2 separate regions of the Mus musculus genome follow, and region 2 is linked to region 1. A link is a contact called in public promoter capture Hi-C data. All regions are on one chromosome and are shown on one strand. Each heading gives the region's core, a stretch centred on a gene start, on an enhancer-like site or on the middle of the called end of the contact. The rest is flanking DNA. Distances are from core to core; before and after follow the strand shown.

Region 1 (3,901 bases), core at 564-3,063:
ATATGTGGGGGCTGATTATGATTTTAAGAGGCCCACACACTCCCTTGGTAAAGGACCTGGAGACAAGCAGGTCATCAGGTTTGAATCTGATCAGTTACCACAAGCAAACAAGTTTATCTGAAGTGGTTTTCTTCATCTATAAAATGGGAGCAGTATCATCAAATATCAAAAACACTGTCAAAGAGGCCAAACGGCCACTATTACTCAGGTTTAATGCTTTCTCTCCACAAGAAGAGATTCCAACACATGGAAAACAGCAAAGGCACAGAGCATCCAACCAGGGGGGAAAATAACACAAAAGGCCAGGAATTCTCTCTCGATGGCATTAGCAAACCCAACTCAGCCTTCATTCTCTCAAGGGTCATCATGAAAGAGCCCAGAGGTTGGCTTTATGCAGTCACAGGGGTGGGAGGGACTTGGTCCCCTCTTGGGAGTTGTTAGAGCTACCTTTGAGTGTCCAGGGAGGAAGACCTTGTGAGTCCCACAAACATAGCAGACACTGCAGAGTACAACACTTCTGAGTAAAGACTGAAGCTCGGTGATGACAGGACTGAGAGAACTCTATTCTAGAAGGGAATGAGGACCAGGCCTTGGAAAGCTGCTAGAAGATGGAGCCAGTGATCCTCAGAAAAAGACTGGGACAGTAAGGAGGAGAAAGCTCCTTCTAGGCAACAAAAACCCTGACTCACACTAGGCCCAACATCAGCACCCATGGCTGCCAATGGGTCTGTTCCCTCGGGCATTTTACTCCTTCATTTGGTTTGGGGTCTCAGGTAGTTTAGCCTAACCTTGAACTCTCCACACAGATAAGCATGACCTTGAACTCACTCACCATCCAGTCTCCACCACATAAGTGCTGGGACTGCAAGTAAGCACCATTATGTCCAAGTATGGCTTACCGGGCCATCTTCCCAATACCTCTCTTTCTATTTCTCTATTTCTCCCTCTCTCCCCTCTCTCTCCTCTCTCTCTCTCTCTCTCTCCCTCCCTCCCTCTCTTCCTCAGACCTCCATTTGAATTTCTCCACTTTCTCCATCTTGTTTCAACTTTTCCTCAAATTTATTTATTTTTGGAGACAAGAGTCATCCTATGTAGACTGGGTTGGCCTTTAACTCACAATCCTCCTGCTTCAGCCTCCTGTGCTCAGATCCAGCACCTAGCTCCCGGCCCTCTATTTGTTTACAGTTCTCCAGTCAATACTTTTATCTACCAATGGTGCCTTTCTTTACAGCTACCACTCCGGTATTTCTGTGTAGTCTCAATCACATATGTATACATATATGTTCACTTTCTCACAACATTAAGACTATTTCCACTCTATTTTGCTAAGCTAAATAAGCAGTGCGAGGAACGCAAATCTGGGGTGCATTTCTTCCTTTCGCCATTTTTCAGCACGACTCTACTATCACCTCCAACTTTCAAGGTTCTGTTTCAAACTCCATCTTTTCATAACTGTGGGTCTCACCACCATCCAGGCTTTCTTGCCAATCTCTTCCTGGCGCCCTTGTGAGCCTCTCTTGCAGGCACCCCATCACCCTGGTCCCCTTTTCTCTCCCTTTCTCAGAAACTTGTTCCCTCTGTGGTTTCAGTTCCGGGCCTCTTGGTCCTCCAGCTTCTAAGAATCGCGCACCGCCAGAGCTCTCTGGGTCCTGGCACATTCCTTCATTAAAATTGGGGTTCTCTTGACTCCCCTGCTCGCTCGGAACTATAGCCCCACACAAATCCTGCACCAGGGACCAAAGCCACGCAGACACCCCGCACACACGCCCCGCCCCTTACCTCCGAAATAGCACGGACGCCTCAACTTCCGGTCCTAAATGGTCTGCGCCTGCGCACGCTCCCGCCACTCTCCAGACTGCGCATGCGCAGATCGCGAAAGCGCGACCTGGCCTCTCCGTACAATGAAGCCCAATAGGGAGTAGCGGGCGGGCCAATGCCCATCGCACAAAGCGCTCTTGGGCACCTGGCTTCAGGCAGTGTTTTGGGTGATTTGACGCCCTCTAGAGGCCAGAGGAGGGGTTATAGGTAAGTGCCAGTCCCTAGCCGTGTCCTCTCCACAGCCCTGTAAACCCAGAATTACTAGAAAGTCAAAAGTTTCGGGTCCAAAAAACAAAACAACGCACGCCTCTAATCCCAGCACTTGGGAGGCAGAGGCAGGCGGATTTCTGAGTTCGAGGCCAGCCTGGTCTACAGAGTGAGTTCCAGGACAGCCAGAGCTACACAGAGAAACCCTCTCTCAAAAAAACAAACAAACAAACAAACAAAAAGTTTAGGGTCAGCAAGGGAGCTCAAACACTATTAAAACAGTCCCGTGACTGGGCGAACTAGTGCACGCCTTAAATTCCAGCACTTGGGAGGCAAAGGGAGGTGGATCTCGGTAAGTTCAAGGCCAGCCTGGACTACATAGTGAGTTCAGGTCATCCAGGACTACATATCTAGACCATCTCAAAAACCTAATTAAATTAATAAGACAGTCATGTGGTCACTCTATCACTATAACTCACTAATAAATAATCAGATGTAACCCCAGCAGCCTTAAGCCAGGGACCAGCTCTGTGCTGATCAGTCTTGTGTCCCCTTAAAGCCCTCTCTAGAGCCACACATGTTAAATTAATGACTAAATGGGTGAGAAAAGACTCCAGAGAAAACTACACAGTACTCCTCGATGTGCCAATCACTGGGGAACTGAGCCTCAGTTTCCCCATCGATAACCTAAGAAAACTTGTTGCAAAAAAAAAAAAAAGTCGCTGAAAAGCATATATAAAAATATATAGGCCAGGCTGGGTTGTAGCCAGGTTTTGAGTTCTCTGTTTCCTCTTCTGGTTTCTCTGTGCAGCTCACTTTTTCCCCCCATTCAGATATTAGTGCACTGAAGCTGTCATCTCTGACCTTGCTTCTAAAAGCAGCTCCCTCCACAGAGCGGGCATTATTGCTCAATATTTTATTTCTTTGCTTATTCATGTATTTCAGACAAGAACTTTCTCCTTTGCCCAGGCTCCAACTACTCATCCTTCCACCACCGCCTCCTGAGCGCTGGAATGTTCTTCACCCCGTCCTATTTAATCTTACTTTTGTGACTATCTCTGTGTCCTCCAGTAAGATGTGTGCTCCGTAAAAGTGGAGAACTCTTCTGTTTTGTTCACCAAAGTCTCCTCTGTGCAGAGAAAGAACCCCAGACCTTAAGAATGTACCCCTCCCCAGGTAGTACAATACTAAGGGTAAAGAAGACATTTGGGGGCTGGTGAGATGGCTCAGTGGGTAAGAGCACCCGACTGTTCGTCCGAAGGTCAGGAGTTCAAATCCCAGCAACCACATGGTGGCTCACAACCATCCGTAATGAGATCTGATGCCCTCTTCTGGAGTGTCTGAGGACAGCTACAGTGTACTTACATATAATAAACAAACAAACATTTAAAGAAAAAAAAGACATTTGGAAGCATATAATCTAAATCAATGATTTACCAAGGGACTTATATTCACAGCAAGCAGTAAAAAGAAAGTTTATGCACCTTTTTTTTTTTGAGACCGGGCCTCATGTAGCCTAGGCTAGCCTTCTTATGTAACTGAGGATGGGCTTGAACTCCTGGCCCTCCTGTCTCCACCGTCTGAGTTCTGGTCTCCCACGTTTGTATCAACACCAGCTATTTTAGTTGGTGCAAAGGATTGGTCCCTAGGCCTCATCTAAGCTAGGCAAACAAGGAACACGGAAGACGGAGGGGAGGAAGCAGCCTGGCAATGAGACAGAGAAATAGGGTGGATCGTAGACACACACCAGGGCTAGGACTCAGGCTTGGGAGCTGAGGTGGAAGGGAGCCATGGAGGAGTTTCAGCAGAGGAAGCATTGTAGACAGTATCTGCTGTCCATATGAAAAACAAACAATGGCGAATTGTGTTAGTCAGG
Region 2 (3,901 bases), core at 909-3,408, 2.9 Mb after region 1:
TTTGAGAACATATACATTGGCTGGGGTCACAAGTATAGCCCCGAGAACTTCAACCCAATGCTGCCAGCTCTGATTCAGCAAGAGTACCCCAGCGGCCCCGAAATCACGGAGATGAGTGACCCCACAGTGGAGGAGGAGCAGGCCCTGAAGGCTGCTCAGGAGCAGGCCCTGGCAGCCGCTGAGGAAGAGGAGGAAGATGAGGAAGAGGAGGAGGATGAAGACCTGGAGGACTGAGGCCCCAAGCTCCTTCCCATAGCCCTTCCCCTTATTCGTAGCAACAGATTGTATTTTCCTATTGGTTTCGTTCCCTGTCCTTGAAGGACACAGGTAGGAAACCACCCAGTGCTCCAAATAAAACTGCCCCAGCACAGCTGCTTAGTCACATATTCATTCAGTATCCTGGGCAGCTGGCTCATCATTCCTTCTCCATATTCGTTTTATTTTTGGTCTTTCAAGACAGGGTTTCTCTGTATAGCCCTGGATGTCCTGGATCTCACTCTGTAGACCAGGCTGGCCTCCAATATAGAGATCCACATGCCTCTGCCCCCCACCCCAAGCCCTGGGATTTAATGCCGATTTGTTTTAAAAAGATTTAAAATGTTGTGTATTTGAGCGTTTGCACGTGTGTGTGCAGATGCCCTCAGAGACCAGAAGAGGGGGCTAGATCCCATGTCACTGGAGTTAGAGGTAGTTGTGAGCCACCCATCCAGATGTGGGTGTTGGGAACTGAAGTTAAGTCATTCCACCCATTTGTTTTTTATTTTTACATTTTATTTGCGGGGGCGGGGGGCTGGTGTGATGGCTCGGTGTTCAGAGCACTGTTTGCTCTTCCAAAAGACCAGGGACTGATTCCCAAGCACCTCCATGGGACATGGCAGTTTACGGCCAGTTGGCCACGTGCTGGCCTAGCAATGCACAAAATCCTGGGTTCAAGCCCGTCAATGCACATGGTGTAGTACCAACCTGGAAGACATAGAGTCAGGAAGATCTGGAGTTTGTGGTATTTTTGTTGTTGTTTTGTTTGTTTGTTTTCAGCTACAAGGTAAGATGGAGGTCAGCCTGAACTAGAGACCTTGTCTCACAAGGGGGGCGGGGGGAGCAAAACAGAACACAATCTTCTTCTGTCAATGTGATAAAACATAAAATACCTTGACAAAAGGCCGCTTAGGGGAGAAAGGGCTATTTCAGCTTGCAATTCCAGGTCTCAGTACATCATAGCAGGGAAGTCAAGGCAGGGCTGTCTCCAGAATAGAGCAGGAAGAAGGGCATGTGTGCTTGTTTTCTTGTGCTCAGCCTGGGTCTCCACTCTTACACAGTTCCGGACTCCCTGACTAGGGAATGGCACCTCCCACAATGGACTGAGTCTTCCTGTATCAATTAAGGCAATCTCCCTCAGACTGGTCTACAGGCCAACCCCAAGTAGACTGTCCCTCATTGCGATTCTAGGTAGCCTCAAATTGACAAGGTAACAACCATCATCACCAAACCGAAACCAAAAAAGGTAGACAAGGTCAGATAGGCGACAGATGGCTACACTTCACTCTGACAGCAGCAGGGGACCACAGGTGGTCAGCGAGGAAGGGAAGAGCTGGGCGTGGTGTCTCAGGCCTGAGACTCCAGATGTTGGGTCAAGTTTGAAAACTGCCTGGGCTACAAGTATGAGACCAAAGGTCAGTGAGATGGATCGGCGGGTAATGGCACTTGCTGCCAGGTAGGTAGCTTGAAGACCTAAGCTCCATCTTTAGGATCCACATGGAGGAAGGCACTTGGCTCCCTCTGACCTCTACATGCTCGTTCACGCACAAATACACGCAAAAATAAATGCATTTTTTTTTTATTATTTAAAAAACAAAACCAAGAATCGCCCGGAGTCAGCTGTAACAACACGAGGCTTCTGAATAGGCTTTGAGGCTTCTCCGTTGCTGGGCAAACGGTTCCCAGGGCGCTGTTGTTAGGGTCTAGGGGCGTTCCCAACAGTCACACCTCGTAGCCAACCAAACGCGAGGGTCTGTCGCGTTGACCACACCCACATATTGCCTCCGCCCACAGCCCCAGAACCGTTACCTCAGCAACTGTCTCGGCTTCTCCCGCCTCCGGCTCTGGGTGCCAATCGTAGAGGCGTCACCCGGACGACGACCCTACCCCTTCCGGTGCTAGCCCCTCAACTTCCGGCTGGGGGGTCTGGCGGTGGGCGGTCGGGCTGCGGTGCGGCCCGGGGGGCGGCCAAGATGGCGGCGGGCGGCGCGGAGGGCGGCCCGGGCCCCAGCGCCGCCATGGGCGACTGCGCGGAGATCAAGTCGCAGTTTCGCACCCGCGAGGGCTTCTACAAGCTGCTCCCCGGCGACGCGACGCGCAGGTCGGGCCCGACCTCCGCTCAGACCCCGGCGCCGCCTCAGCCCACTCAGCCCCCGCCCGGGCCCGCCGCAGCCTCCGGGCCCGGCGCCGCGGGTCCCGCGTCGTCCCCGCCGCCCGCCGGCCCCGGGCCCGGGCCCGCGCTGCCCGCCGTCCGCCTCAGCCTGGTGCGCCTAGGCGACCCGGATGGCGCTGGGGAGCCGCCCTCCACGCCCTCCGGACTGGGCGCGGGAGGAGACCGCGTCTGCTTCAACCTGGGCCGGGAGCTTTATTTCTACCCCGGCTGCTGCCGCAGCGGGAGCCAGCGGGTGAGTGCTCTGCTTGCTGGGGACTCCGGTGCCGAGAGCGCTGGGGTCCCAGAGTGACAGAAGGCCCCGAGGTTGGGCATCCCAGGGGAGCCTGGATCCTGGAGCTAATGGAGTCCTGAGAGGTTGCAGGGGAATCTTTGCGTGGGGAGGTTCTCTCCGGTGGTGAGTGTTCAGGACGTGATGGCGCTTCTGGGAGGAAATGGGGGAGGGGGGTCACGGAGGTGACAGATATTCTGTGGGCTTTGGGGAATCCTAAGAGGATACAGGCCCAGGGGATGGAGAACGGAGAAATGCATCCTGCCTTCTGGGCCTGTTGGAGGGAGTCTTAAGACTTGCCATACCCAGGGCTGACGGGATTTGTAAGGAGCCGAGGTGTGGCTTAGGGGTCGACGAGCAAAGCAACAGGTGAAGGAGCTCCTAAAGAATATGGTGTCTAATGGCTTTGGAAGAAATGAAGGGGGTTTGGCAAAATGATGGGAGCTCTGAATTGATGGGGGTTCCTGGCAGGGGACATCCCCAGGTGTGACAGATATCTGTAAAGCAATCCTAGAAGAGGGGTGACGTGAGGAAGTGGGGGAGACAGAGAGATGGGGATCCGGAGAATCCAGTGGTGATAATGAGGGACTGTAGTGACTGATGGCTGGCTGAACCACAGCAGATGTCCTGGAGTTTAGGGGCTCCAGGCTGAAGGAAATGAGGCTTTGGCGATGGATCCCAGGATCCCATGTCAAGGCTGCCGAGGTAGGAGGATCCTCTGGCCTCATGGCAGCCAGTCTAGTTGAACTGGTGAGCTCCGGGTTCACTGAGAGACCCTGTGTCAAATGTAAGATGCAAAGCCAGGGAGAGAGATGCCCGATGTTGACCTCTGACCTCTACATCTCTACACAACACACAACAACCACGCAGGCGTATACTATGTGTACATACAGGGAAAAGATGACGGAAATCCTAAATTTGGGGATTTTTGCATCCTTGGGTCTGGGAGGTCTTAGACTATTGTCCTACTGGAGTTGCTACTGTGACGGAGGCTGGGAAAACTGGGGGAGAGTCAGCTCCAGGCCCAGGGGACTCTGATCCCTGATGCTGTGGGCAAGTGTCCCCGAATTACAGCTGGAAAGACAGGCTCTGAGGTCTTCACTGGGCGCTGTGTGATCGTGTGCATGTGAGCTTGTGTGTGCCGTCCTGGGTTTGAGTCCCCTCCCTCCCGGCCTGTGGTTGCCTGCTCCTCTCCACCCCACTCC

The links. Promoter capture Hi-C pulls out the DNA fragments that hold promoters and counts their contacts.
Region 2: a promoter capture Hi-C map of embryonic stem cells shows a contact between it and region 1, with 7 times the contacts expected there. The contact joins the promoter of Dmwd here to the promoter of Dhx34 in region 1. A contact is called at or near these places in 2 of 39 promoter capture datasets (embryonic stem cells and liver), 1 of 484 Hi-C or Micro-C datasets (B cells) and 1 of 9 other capture datasets (macrophages).

The regions. Positions count from the first base shown.
Region 1 is chr7:16,220,219-16,224,119 of GRCm38.p6, forward strand. Dhx34 (DEAH (Asp-Glu-Ala-His) box polypeptide 34) reads right to left here and starts at 1,814. Exons shown (of 17, transcript NM_027883.3): 1 at 1,780-1,814.
Region 2 is chr7:19,074,042-19,077,942 of GRCm38.p6, forward strand. Dmwd (dystrophia myotonica-containing WD repeat motif) reads left to right here and starts at 2,159. Exons shown (of 5, transcript NM_010058.2): 1 at 2,159-2,660. The coding sequence starts at 2,229. It overlaps Rsph6a (radial spoke head 6 homolog A (Chlamydomonas)), which reads left to right. Exons shown (of 6, transcript NM_031255.2): 6 at 1-406. The coding sequence ends at 234.